3 separate regions of the Rattus norvegicus genome follow, and regions 1 and 2 are each linked to region 3. Evidence: chromatin contacts called from public Hi-C data. All regions are on one chromosome and are shown on one strand. The core of a region is the stretch at or near the end of the contact, and the rest is flanking DNA. Distances in the headings are between cores, read along the strand shown. Region 1 holds the start of Kif21a (kinesin family member 21A). Region 2 overlaps Kif21a (kinesin family member 21A). Region 3 holds the start of Abcd2 (ATP binding cassette subfamily D member 2).

The links. Hi-C and Micro-C count contacts between places; a contact is called where the count stands out from the background.
Region 1: a contact with region 3 is called in a Hi-C map of Schwann cells, with 4 times the contacts expected there. The contact joins the promoter of Kif21a here to the promoter of Abcd2 in region 3. A contact is called at or near these places in 1 of 12 Hi-C or Micro-C datasets (Schwann cells) and 1 of 1 datasets of contacts at active chromatin or transcription factors (oligodendrocytes).
Region 2: a contact with region 3 is called in a Hi-C map of Schwann cells, with 6 times the contacts expected there. The contact joins the enhancer-like site here to the promoter of Abcd2 in region 3. A contact is called at or near these places in 1 of 12 Hi-C or Micro-C datasets (Schwann cells) and 1 of 1 datasets of contacts at active chromatin or transcription factors (oligodendrocytes).

Annotation. Positions count from the first base shown.
Region 1 is chr7:124,056,536-124,060,613 of GRCr8, forward strand. It overlaps Kif21a (kinesin family member 21A), which reads right to left and starts at 2,005. Exons shown (of 37, transcript NM_001371538.1): 1 at 1,809-2,005. The coding sequence starts at 1,852.
Region 2 is chr7:123,993,562-123,997,616 of GRCr8, forward strand. Kif21a (kinesin family member 21A) reads right to left here. Exons shown (of 37, transcript NM_001371538.1): 8 at 1-26. Among named protein-coding and RNA genes, the nearest start is that of Kif21a, 63 kb to the right of the region's middle. Within about 2 kb of position 1,525, at least 5 of the 93 cell types and tissues checked have an H3K27ac peak or open chromatin away from gene starts, as enhancers often do. A contact at or near this core is called in Schwann cells, where this site is marked.
Region 3 is chr7:124,189,614-124,193,597 of GRCr8, forward strand. It overlaps Abcd2 (ATP binding cassette subfamily D member 2), which reads right to left and starts at 1,589. Exons shown (of 10, transcript NM_033352.2): 1 at 449-1,589. The coding sequence starts at 1,387.

The DNA.
Region 1 (4,078 bases), core at 755-3,254, 130 kb before region 3:
AACCAGCGGTGTGAGTACTTTATAAATATTATAATGGTATGTGAATAAAAGCTCTTTTTAGCCCATTATAATAAATTTAAAGGGTTCAGACAAGACAGCAATGTATTTAATGGGAAAAAAAATCCCAGTTTCAACAAACTGAACCTTTACAATGTTGGTCCCCAACGGCTCACACACCTGTTTTCCTAGCATGTGGAAGGCCAAATGACAGATGAACCTTCTCCTCAAAAAATCAGACCCACATCATTCTGTAATGTAAGGTAAGGTAAGGCAATGTAATGTAATGTAATGTAACATGAGATATTTATTGGTCATTACCACCTTAGGCCCAGTCAGTCACAACTCTGTTTGCTTCCATTGGAAGCAAGAAGAGGTTTAATAGAATGGTCAACAAATTCATCAATGACATTGTAGAAGATGCACGCACATGAATCTCAAATCTTTATTAAAAGATGGTTTCTCACAAGCAAAATTTCCACTTTCAATATCATTCTGTATTTCAGGTCCTCCCCCTTCCCCCACCATTCATAATCAGAGGTCCTAATAAAACAGGCTCTTAATGGCCTTCCAGTCTTTGCCTTCCATTTACCTGGCCCTGGTGCACACGCTGATTCATATTTTAAGGCCCAAAGAAAGTTAGTAGGATGAATAGGAAAAACTATCTCATCTAGTAATGGAAAAATATAGTCCAGGAAAAACAGAAAAGCGGAATCAAATTTTCAATGTTTTACAACAGGAGTGTGTAAAGAATCATAAAACTGTCATCTCTGTTCTGAGCTAATTGCATTATCTGCAAAATACAGGAATCAATATACCTTCCCATTTCTTTTTATTCCTTAAGACAATTAAAGACCCAGGACATGCAAACCTGGGCTTAATAAAGATTTGTCACTAAAATAACAATAGGAACGCTTACGTTATGTAACTTGTAGTAATTGTTCGACTAAGACGTTGACAACAGATGTTTACTAATTTATAGATTTCTCTGAAGACAGGCTACCTTTATAATCTTTAAATTGTAAATGAGTTAGCCGTATTTTATCAGAGCGATGGAAGCCATCGCTCCATTTTATCAGAGGATGAATGCTTCATTAATTTTTCAGTGTGATGATGCTGCACTTTTCCAAGAGCAACCGTCGGAGTTCTTGCGATGCATCAAAACAGCCAAATTACATCGAATATCCATGTCCCCGTCACTAACCACAACACTGTATGTAACCTAGCCAGCATTTCAAAACTCAACCCCAGGCGTGTGTGATGTCACTGTCAACATCCACGGTGCTTAACTAACCTCAGGTGGTTTCTCCCAGTCGCCCATCTAACTAACCCTCAGGCTTGCTGACGTTGCTTGCCTTCTCCGGACCTCCAGCGGGTGCAGAAGTCCCGCAACACACACCCTACCAGGTCACCTGAGAGGCCAGGTGTCGCGACGCGCGGCACCGTGGGGACCCGAGTGGGCGCGGGCCGCGCGTTTGTCACCGCGACGCTTTGTCTGCGGCTCCGAGCCCGGTGCGGCGGGGGCTGGGCCGGGGAAGGGCAGGGGACAGACACCTCGGGCCCACCTGCAGGGCGGCAGCCGCGGCGGCGACTCCTGGGGACACCGGGAGGCGCTCACCCGGAGGCCAAACGTGAGGCTCCGGTGCAGCGAGCGGCGCCCGATCCGCAGGAGTGTGGGGGTGCGGGGCGGCCGCTGCTGTTCCCGGAGAAGCCGCGATGCGACGCACCGGCCCCGGAGCGGGCAGCAGGAGAGCCCGCCCGCTCGCTCGCTCGCTCGCTCGCCTCAGCTTTCCTTCCCACCCGCAGCTCACCTGACAGCCACGCGCACCGAGCTCTCGTCCGCGGCGCCCAACATGCCTGCGGCCGCCCGGATCCCAGCACAGTGCCGAGTGTTCGGGGCAGGCGGCGGCGGTGGTGACGGCGGCGGCGGTGGCGGTGACGGTGGCGAGGGCTCACCGCCGTGCTCCAGCCATGTTGGGCGACTGAATGGAAAGGTGGCGGCGCGGAGGCGCGGGAGGGGGCGGTGACTCAGGGCGGCGCCGCCCCTTGCCCCCACTCGCCGGGCTCCGCGCTGCCCTGCGTCAGCCGTGGCCGGTCCGGTGCGCCCCGCCCCGGCGGCACCGCCAGGCGGGCGCGGCACCGCGCGGAGGCGAGCCGACCCCCTCCCCTTCCCATCCCCCGGAGGCGCGTCCCCGCAGCCACCTGCCCCTTCTGCAGCACGGACCTTGACCCCTTTCCAGACCCGGCTCTGCCCTCTGCCCGATCCCTTGGGACGTGGAACGTTTTACCCCCTCAGCCTCGTCAGTGCATTACAGTTCAGTCTTAGGAACATGCTAAGTGCCCCGGACCCTGGTACTGCCAAGCGTTTCCACAACTGCTTTCCATGGAGGCGTGCACCGTGGTAAATCCTTGCAAACGGATTTTCTTTCCCTGCTGGCCTTTCAAAAGCTCCTCCCGGGATCCCGGGATTCTGTCAACAGTGTTCCATTGTGCGTTCTGCACGTCATCTTTGTCCTTCCACATGCCTTTAGATAGCTCTGTGGAAACAGCCTTTGTTAGCTTTGCCACAGAGTATCTTTTGTGGACTGTTCCGTACATTTCTGTAAATAAACATGTGGGTTCACACAAAACAGTATAACAGATTAAATATCGCTATCCAAATAAAAGCACTGGCCCAAGCAGATAGAAGCTAAAATCACACACCTGTGTGGCCCTGATCAGAGAGTGTCCGAAGAGGCAGTGTATATTGGGTTAGGAAAAAAGTCTGAGCCTTCTATACCCATGGGAAGAAGGCCTGTGGTATTTATTCTTAGAGATATTCCTGCATGCTATTTCTTATCTTGCCACCTTTAAATCGTTACAGACACAATAAGTGGAAGGTTAAAAACAAACAAGGTCGTAGCGTCCTTCTGCGTGCCAAACTGGTAGCAAAGCTGTCCTCCGCCTTCCCCCTGGAGAGCCTGGCCTAGCCTCGATATTTATCCGCCAACATAATGGAGCCACATCCGTCCTAACTTGATAGGTCCAGGCCTGGATGGATCTGGTTTGACCACCTTGTTTCTGAGATAAATGTGCGTCACAAAGGACAAGCACAACAGAACACACTTAGCAACAAAGCGACATAAATTATTACCTTTTCGGGGGCTGGAGAGATGGCTCAGCGGTTAAGAGCACCCGGCTGCTCTTCCAGAGGTCATGAGTTCAATTCCCAGCAACCACATGGTGGCTCACAACCATCTGTAAAGAGATCCGATGCCCTCTTCTGGTGTGTCTGAAGACAGCTACAGTGTACTTATATATAATAAATAAATAAATCTTTAAAAAAAATTATTACCTTTTCAAAGTCTTCCCTTTAAATAGCAACAGTACCCATGTGTGTCAAAAAGAGATGTCACAGGACATGCTACAAGAACTGGGCAGATTATGTCTGGCCAACTCTAGTCCCAAGCCACCAGACTGAAATGTGTGGCCGAATGGCATCAGTAACATCAGAGGCTCCAGGATTCCCATTGGACACGGTTGCAGTCAAAGGCCACATAAAACTTCAGAACCCTACATGCCGAAGGTTCTAAAATTGATGGTTCATTTCGAATAATATTTGAAAATTCTTTATACGTATTATTTTCTTGTCCTTCCAATTAATAAACTCACATTAAAGAAAATCCCAAAGACAGAGCTTTTTGCCATGCAAGGGTTCATATCCTGTCCCGAACATATATTTACTGAATGCTTAAGAAGATGACTGCTATGTGCAAAAAGGGCTGGACACTAGGGATGTGGAGAATAAGCCAATGCCACGGCTACGAAGAATTTTTTTTTAAGATTTATTTATTTATTATATGTGAGTCCACTGTAGCTGTCTTCAGACATACCAGAAGAGGGCATCAGATCTCATATCAGATGGTTGTGAGCCACCATGTGGTTGCTGGAATTTGAACTCAGGACCTCTGGAAGAGCAGTCAGTGCTATTAACCACTGAGCCACCTTTCCAGCCAGGGCTACAAAGAATTAACTGTTTAGTTCTGGTGTTTGAAAGTCTGTATGTACATTAGAAATTACGATAGGCCTATAACAAGTGCTA
Region 2 (4,055 bases), core at 275-2,774, 200 kb before region 3:
TGACACACGCTATCATGATTGTTTGGCTGAAAGTGACAGATAACAATTAGTTGTAGAAACAAAAGCCAATACTGAAATGCACATTTTCAAGTTCCTGCCATTTAAATAGCATCTTCTCTTGAAGATTATTTTTTAAAAAATTGGTGTTACTAACTTACAAATCAAGTCAACTTTAAAAGCCTTCCTGATTTAAGACCATCTTAACAGAAGGCTTTTGTTTACTTAGGTAAGGCAGGAGAGAAAGGACACATACGTTCTTTGATTCATAATATCTTGACAATGTATCTCTCGATTCTATTAAACTTTTTGAGGCAGGGCACACAATAATTCCATTATCATTTTAACTATAAATATAGCACGTTGAAAAACTAATTTCGGGCTGGGGAGATGGCTCAGTGGTTAAGAGCTCTGACTGCTCTTCCAGAGGTCCTGAGTTCAATTCCCAGCAACCACATGGTGGCTCACAACCATCCGTAATGGGGTCCGATGCCGCATTCTGGTGTGTCCGAAGGCACCTACAGTGCACTCATTCATTTTATATATATATGTATGTATGTATATATATATATGTATATATATAGATATATATAGATATATATATGCACATACAAACAAAGGACCCAATTTAATGGCAATTGGTCCTAATCAGTAATCTAATTGTTTCTTTTCCCCCTGGAATCTCAACTGTGTCCTACTGGGCCTTTTTAGAAGGATGTTGTTACCAGTTGTTGAGGAAGCTGAAGCTGATGCAGGAGGATAACAAGTACAAAACAACCTGGACAACAGTGAGACCTTATCTCAAAAACACAGCAAATTGAAAGGTCAAATTCTGTATCTTCTCTCCTCTTACTAATTTTTTTTTTGAGACAGGGTCGCACTGTATGTCCCTGGATGACCTGGAACACAGCTACAGAGCCAGCCTCGAACTCACGGAGATCTACCGGCACCTGCCTCCGGAGCGCCGGCATTAACGGATGAGCTACCATACCGGCTCTCCCTCATTCCTTTGAGCATTCTGTCAGCGAACACCCCACTCGGCTGTACTTTTCCTCCTCTGCCTCTGGCACCGTTAGAACTTTTCCTCCTTATCCAGTACATGAGCACCTTCATGAATGTTTTACCTACTTCAGACACTAAATGAGAGGGCCCATCAAGTTTAGTTCTTCAAGGTACTTCCGAATACGTGACATGGTACCTGGATGCATCTTAGTTATCAAGCGTTCTGCTGTATTGTATAAAATATGCCTAAGCAAACACGATGGACACGATGGGAGAGATCGCTAAATTGAGATAACATATACCTCTCTAGCTATACCCTGATGATGAAAATACGGTAGCCAATTAAAAGGAAGAACTGATAGGATGCTGCCTAGAGAAGACGACAGTCTCAGGTGCGGTCTGCTGCACCATTCTGCAAAGCGCCGACTGCAATCCCATATTACAGACGGTAAGAAGAGAGATTGGGTGTAAGCATGCTTCAAGCCTCTGGAGCATCTGAGCCTCCTGTAAACAATGAGCTCATCTCGCTGTCGGCAGTCCAGACCAGTCCAGACTCATGCAGTGAGTCACAAATGGGGCAATCGGGGGTCAGTTACGGATAGCAGTAGTCAACTGTAAATTGGAAGGCAGGGAGGCTTGCATTTCACAAGTAGTTTGAAAAGCATTAAGATCAGGGCTTATTAAGTAGGAACTAAGAAAGTTGGGAAGTCGAGGAGCTGGCTGTCATTGAGCAAGGAAGGAAAAAATATATCCTGTGTTAAACAAAACTCAAAAGTATATGTCTCAAGAACTAGCTTGCAAGCATCAGAAAATGCTTACTTTTCATAATTCTATTTTAAAGAAGGTATCTTTAACTTAGAAGAAACAATTGGTAATATGGTAATCTATTTCTCTCGGTTATGCAGTATAGCATAGCAGAATATATGTGGAATATATATTATAATTTAGAAATATAATTGGTCTTACTCAGGTTTTATGTTTTTCAGCATTTCCAGAATTTTGAGTGCAAAATTTTTAAATTGCAATATACAGTATTATGACTAGATGCATAATTATACATCTAATATAATTATATATACATATATACATAATAAAAACAGATAAAAGCTGGTTTGTTGAAAACAAACTTTAAATTATGCACACAAATACTGATACTTAAACTTTATCCTATTTTTTCATTTATGTGTGATTTGCTCCATCTACAAAAAGAGGGGAGGACCTATTTTACTTCCCCAAATTTAATCAAAGTACAATGTTTTTGAACTAGGCACTCGATCCTGAAAGTTTAGGCAGAAATAGCGCACTAAGGTTGGAATCAGAGAGGGTCGTCTCCTCTAAGGACAACTCACTCGTCATTAGGATACGGGTAAGGAGCCACTGGCTGAACCTCTACAATCAGGCAAGCTCCCCAGTAAAAACAGCTCCGTATGCTTGCAGAGCAAGCAAGCTTTCAAGGGGATGAACATATTCAAACTATATAAATGTGCAAGGGGCAGAACACACAGCTGGCCTGCTTTGTTTCATAGTTAAAGTTATAGAACTGTAACTTTAAAGAAATAGAGGACTGAGTGAACTTGTACACACCTTTAATCCCAGCTCTTTGGAGGCCGGGCAAGTAGATCTCTATGAGCTCAAGGCCAGCCTGGTCTAACATAGGAATTTCCAGGAAAGCCAGGGCTATACAGATAGACCCTGTCTCAAAAACAAAAAAGGAAAACAAAAGAAAGAAAAGAAGAGGCTGGAGAGATGGCTCAGGGGTTAAGAGCACTGACTGCTCTTCCAGAGGTCCTGAGTTCAAGTCCCAGCAACCACATGGTGGCTCACAACCATCTGTAATGGGATCTGATGCCCTCTTCTGGCCTGCAGGCATACATACAGGCAGAATGCTGCATACATAGTAAATAAATCTTTTTTTAAAAAAAGAAAGGAAGGAAGGAAGGAAGGAAGGAAGGAAGGGAGGGAGGGAGGGACGGAGGGACGGAGGGATGGAGGGAGGGAGGGTAGAAGTAAGAAAATGTTCACTGGACTCAAAAACAATATTTTACTTCGTTATAAAACCTAGAATAATCCTGAAAATCACACAGAAAATACAAAAACCAGGTTTAAAAATATGCCACAACAAAAGCCATATTGCATGCAAACATGCAATACATTCAAAGAGAGATAAGACCATGCCAACATTACATAAAAGGAAGAAATATTTTAAAACGCTGCTGAATTAAACGCAGCTCTTTTTCTGAGGCAAACTGACTTTAAACCTAAATTCAAATTTATTCAAAAGTCTTTTTTTTAAAAATAGCTGTCCGAAAAGAGACTTAATTCCCAGATTGTCCGTTGTGTGCCCTCCACTCAATACACACGACTTTCAGACCACTAAAAGCATAAAAAGGGAAGTTTGTTGAGCATGTTCAACGTGTTGAATTGGGCTATGGATGGATTCAAATGCCAAGAACAAAGTTTCCATTTATACATCCGATGGAGCAGAAAGAGCGGGCTGTGCAGCAGAAGGAAATGTTTAACTATGGAGTCCTACAGTGCCAAGGCTTAGAAGGGAAGACCACAGAAGCCAACAGTTACTCAGCAAACGCCCCGCGTTCCGTTCAACCGACCTTTTCTGAAAACTTTCTCCACGCACAAAACAAGCTCCGATTTTAGACTCTGTGGGAACCGCCAATGATATTTAAACGACTAACTAAGGAGGCTTCACTTATTCTGAACGAAAGTCTCATGGCCTCTCCTGTGTGCCAATCTGAAGCGACACCATTGGAGAACAAACACAACAAACGTGTGTTACTGACTTCCTTCAGAAACTACGTGGTTTTGAATAAATCATCTAACTTCCCCCGAGTTTAGCTCGCTATCACTAAAATATAAATACCAGCACTACCCCCAAAGAATATTATTAGTACTACTTGAAATTATTACATATAAAATGATTTACACATTTTAGGTATCTAGGATGACTGCCACTTCTTCATCCTATTAATTTGCTTTAAAATAAAAGCAGTTCCCCACCCCCACTCCACTACCCCACCCCCACCCCCACCCTGAGCTGA
Region 3 (3,984 bases), core at 339-2,838:
AACCTGCAGTTATCCCCCTTGAACACAAAAGAACAACAAAGGAGACTACCCTAACATCCTCATCTCAGTCCAGAGGTTTACTCCCAGTTCCCAGATGTGCGTTTTTTACACAATGTACAGAACCCTTCACCAAGTTAGTGCTTAAGTTTTAAGAAAATGCCTTCGAGTTCATTCATTACAGTCATACTGGGAGTAACAGAGGCTGTGCAGACCACTTAAAAAAGATCAGACATTTTATTCTCGTGAAACTCCAGAAAAGTTCAGACTCTTTAACTCTCTAACGGCTGATGATTTAAAGGGCTAATGTATTTTAGCACGACTTAGCTACCAGAGGACTGTAAAATGCTCAGAAAGTGGGTCTGTCAACAAGACAACAGATGGTATCTAGCAGAGGAGTGGCTGCTTGGACAGTCTCACATTTCACCCGTTGCTTTAATGTCTGTCTTACCTTATGTCCTCTGTAGAAGGCAATTTCTTCCACATTGGCTATGATTCTGGAGTGAACATACCGCAAGTAGCCCTTTCTATGAGCTTCTTCAGCCACCAGAGTACCAAATTTGGGCGAGCAAGCTTTCAGGACTTTAGCAGTGGCATACACCACGAGCCCTGCTAACAGGGTGGGCCCGATGGGGCTTGCTCCTCTGGATGTAGCTGTCCGGATGAGGGTATAGGAGGTTAGAATTACATCTAAAATCGGTTTGGTAAGGTTGGAATACAGGTGAGCCACCGATTGCGAGAACATCATAATGTCTTCAGTAAGAGACTGGTCAGGGTTTGCCAGCCTCCCGTCCATATTTATCACCTTATAATAAGTCTGATTTGCAAAATAGGTCTCATAGGCATGGTCCACTAAGCGAGTTCTAAAGGCCAATGCCAGTTTGCACTCCAGGTACCTGATAGCGCTGTTGACAAAGGTAGCGGGGACGGCAATCATAAGCCACTTGACTAGTTTGATGATGAAAGTCCGAGGCTTCTTTTCCACGATGCTTTTCACGATTTTCCCATCCAGACCAGCCACGTAGATAGACAGAAACGTTCGTGAGATTAGAGCCACCGAGTGGAGGCAGAGCCACCCCGTTTCAGTGGTCACAAGTTTTGGAAAGAGGATTTTCCGAAGTTCTAGTAGCTGTTTGAAAAAATCTGCATTTAGTCCCGGCGCAGGTTTTTTACAGATGATCTCTGTGCAATGCAGTCTTTCTCTGTTCTCTGCAGGCGGGTAATCTTCTGCTTTCGCCTTCCGGTGGCCAGGCTGCTTTAAACGCCTGCCAAGGATGGGATAGAGGGTTTTCAGAGCATATGCCGCAGCCACCAGGCAGGCAGCCCTTTTAGCAGCACCGGATCTGGTCCATTTCACCCGATAGGCTGCTGCATTTAGCATGTGTATCATTTTTCCAGCTAACACAAATGGATTTCTCTCCAAAGAACTCCTTTTAACAGCTCATGCTCCGCGGAGAGCCCAGCAAACGTTTCAGAAAACCCCACAGCCTCCCATGCTCTGCAGCTTGTCTCCCTTACTCTTATTTTGTTCTTCAGGGACGGATGCAGCAAAAAGCTCAAACTCCACCGCATCCACCGGGGGCGAGTCCCTCAGCAGCCAGAGCTGGCCAGGCTCCACCCCCCAGGCTTCTCATTGGCTGCGTGGGCGGTGAGACCCTGGACTCCTCGCCTCTTCCCTTTGAACCTTAAAAGTGAAGAGAGAGCCAAAACAAATCCTATACTTAAACAGGAGTTCAGAGAGTTAAATATCTATTTCTGGAGAGGTCGAATAAGGTCAACTGCTGGAGAGCAAACCTTCCCTCGGAGCTACTGAGCATGCTCAGCGCCACTTAGAAACCCTCCGAAGTTTCAGAATATACATCCCGTCTCTAAGATTTCTACAAAGGCGAAGGGCAGAGGGAAGCAAGGCTCGCAGCAGCTTTAATGAGCCCAGAGAGAAAGAACCAGCTAGAGGAGGGTGGAGCCTCAAGAGGATTAACGGAACTGGCCAAGGGGAAGGAGTCGGACAAGAGAGTGATAAAAGCTAGAGCCGTAAAACAAAATAACGAACGCATATCCTTGAGAATGTTTTGTTCAGAAGATGTTGTCCCTCCACGCCTCACTCCCGCCCTTCGCCCTTGTTTCGATTTTCTCAGATCTTCGCAGAAGCTACCAGATAGGCTGCTATTGAGGGTGTCCCTTGTACATAAGCCGGAGGCGAGCTTGAGTGTTACAGAAAACAGTCACCCGCTACACCCAGAGCTCCTCCCACAGACTCCCCTGTACCATCTTGTCCTGATAATAAAATTCTTTCTGCTCCATGATCGTCATGTTTAGCAACGTTCATCTGAAACGTTAGTACTTGTTTACAAAGCGACTTAAAATCTCCCTTGTGATTTTGCTTGTGGGTAATGTCGCCCTATAATAAGAATTTAATCAGCTGGGAATTGAGCTGGAATTGGATGATGGAAAACGATTATTTTTTTAGGATGCGTTTCTTCAAGACTTTTTTTTTTCTTCAAGTTTTTCTTAAGGTTCAGAGATAATCTGCTGGCCTCTTCCTATGAACATTTTTGCTGTTTGATAAAAATCAAAAATGTTTAAAAATGGTTGGGGATTTAGCTCAGTTGGTAGAGCGCTTGCCTAGGAAGCGCAAGGCCCTGGGGACCGAACCCCAGCTCCGGAAAAAAAAAAAAAAAAAAAAAAAGAACCAAAAAAAAAAAAAAGAATGTTTAAAAATTATTCACATTCCCAGTGGAAGACTTAGCGATCAGTAGTCAAGCAAGACTTTGCATATTTAAAAAAATGAAGGCCATTTTCTGAAGCCCAGGCAAAAGTGATTTTGCATGATAGACCCTTTTTCTGCTCCCCTCTTCTGTCTTCCCAACGACTGACTTACCCTGAAGGGGAGCGTTTAGGCCAGAGCACAGTGCAGTAAGTTAGAACTGCCCGATTTTGGACTCTGACTTCATAGGTAGCAATGAATATCCTAGTAAGAGCACCAGTGGAAGGGGAAGCCCTGGGTCCTGCTAAGACTGAACCCCCAGTGAACTAGACTGTTGGGGGGAGGGCGGCAATGGGGGGAGGGTTGGGAGGGGAACACCCATAAGGAAGGGGAGGGGGGAGGGGGATGTTTGCCCGGAAACCAAAGAATTATTATTAAGTATTAAATAAATTAAAAAAAAAAGGTATTTTCAGACTACAAAAAAAAAAAAAAAAAAAGAACTGCTCAATTTAATGTCCTAGTGTTCTATGAACCTTACGCTAAGAATCATTTTATACTTGGGCCTTACTACACACAGACTTTTCCTTTGATCCTTCCACAGTAGTTCCAGGGAAGGATCAACACCCCCACCTCTGTCCTGATTCAGCTTCACACGGATCACGCCATAATTTCAAAGTGGAAGAGGTTTACATGGTGGCTGTAACACCACACAGCTGATCAGTTCTGAGTTTGTTACTAGTCCTCCCTGTGCCTCAGCTTTGCCACCTGTAACCTGAAAACAATGTATTCTACGAAGTAGGTGTAGACATTAAATAAAGTAGTTAAATTGTTTTAAAAAATATCCTATATAGAAGTCTGCAAACCTCCGTGCTATATGTGCGCCAACGTTGAGTGATCTTTATTGTTCCTTAGACATGAATTGCCTGTACTAAGAATGTCTTTTAAAAACAGTATTCTTTTAAGCTCTTTGCTATACATATATTAAATCTAAGAATTGTTTGTTATACTGAGGTCATTTATTTGCAGTCAACAGATTTACCAATATACGAATGACAAATACCTTTGGTATTTGATCATATTAGCACACTCAACCAATGATGTTAAGACTTCCTGGGGTGCCAATGAATACATCTACAGCACATCTCCTGCACCCAGGCCCCAGGAAACACCAGGGTAGAGTGGTGGGAAGGTTGGAAATGCCAGAAGACCAGAAAAAAAAATCTGCTGTGAAAGTATGTCTCCTTGAAATAACGGGGAAGCTTCACCCAAGACCCTTTAACTGC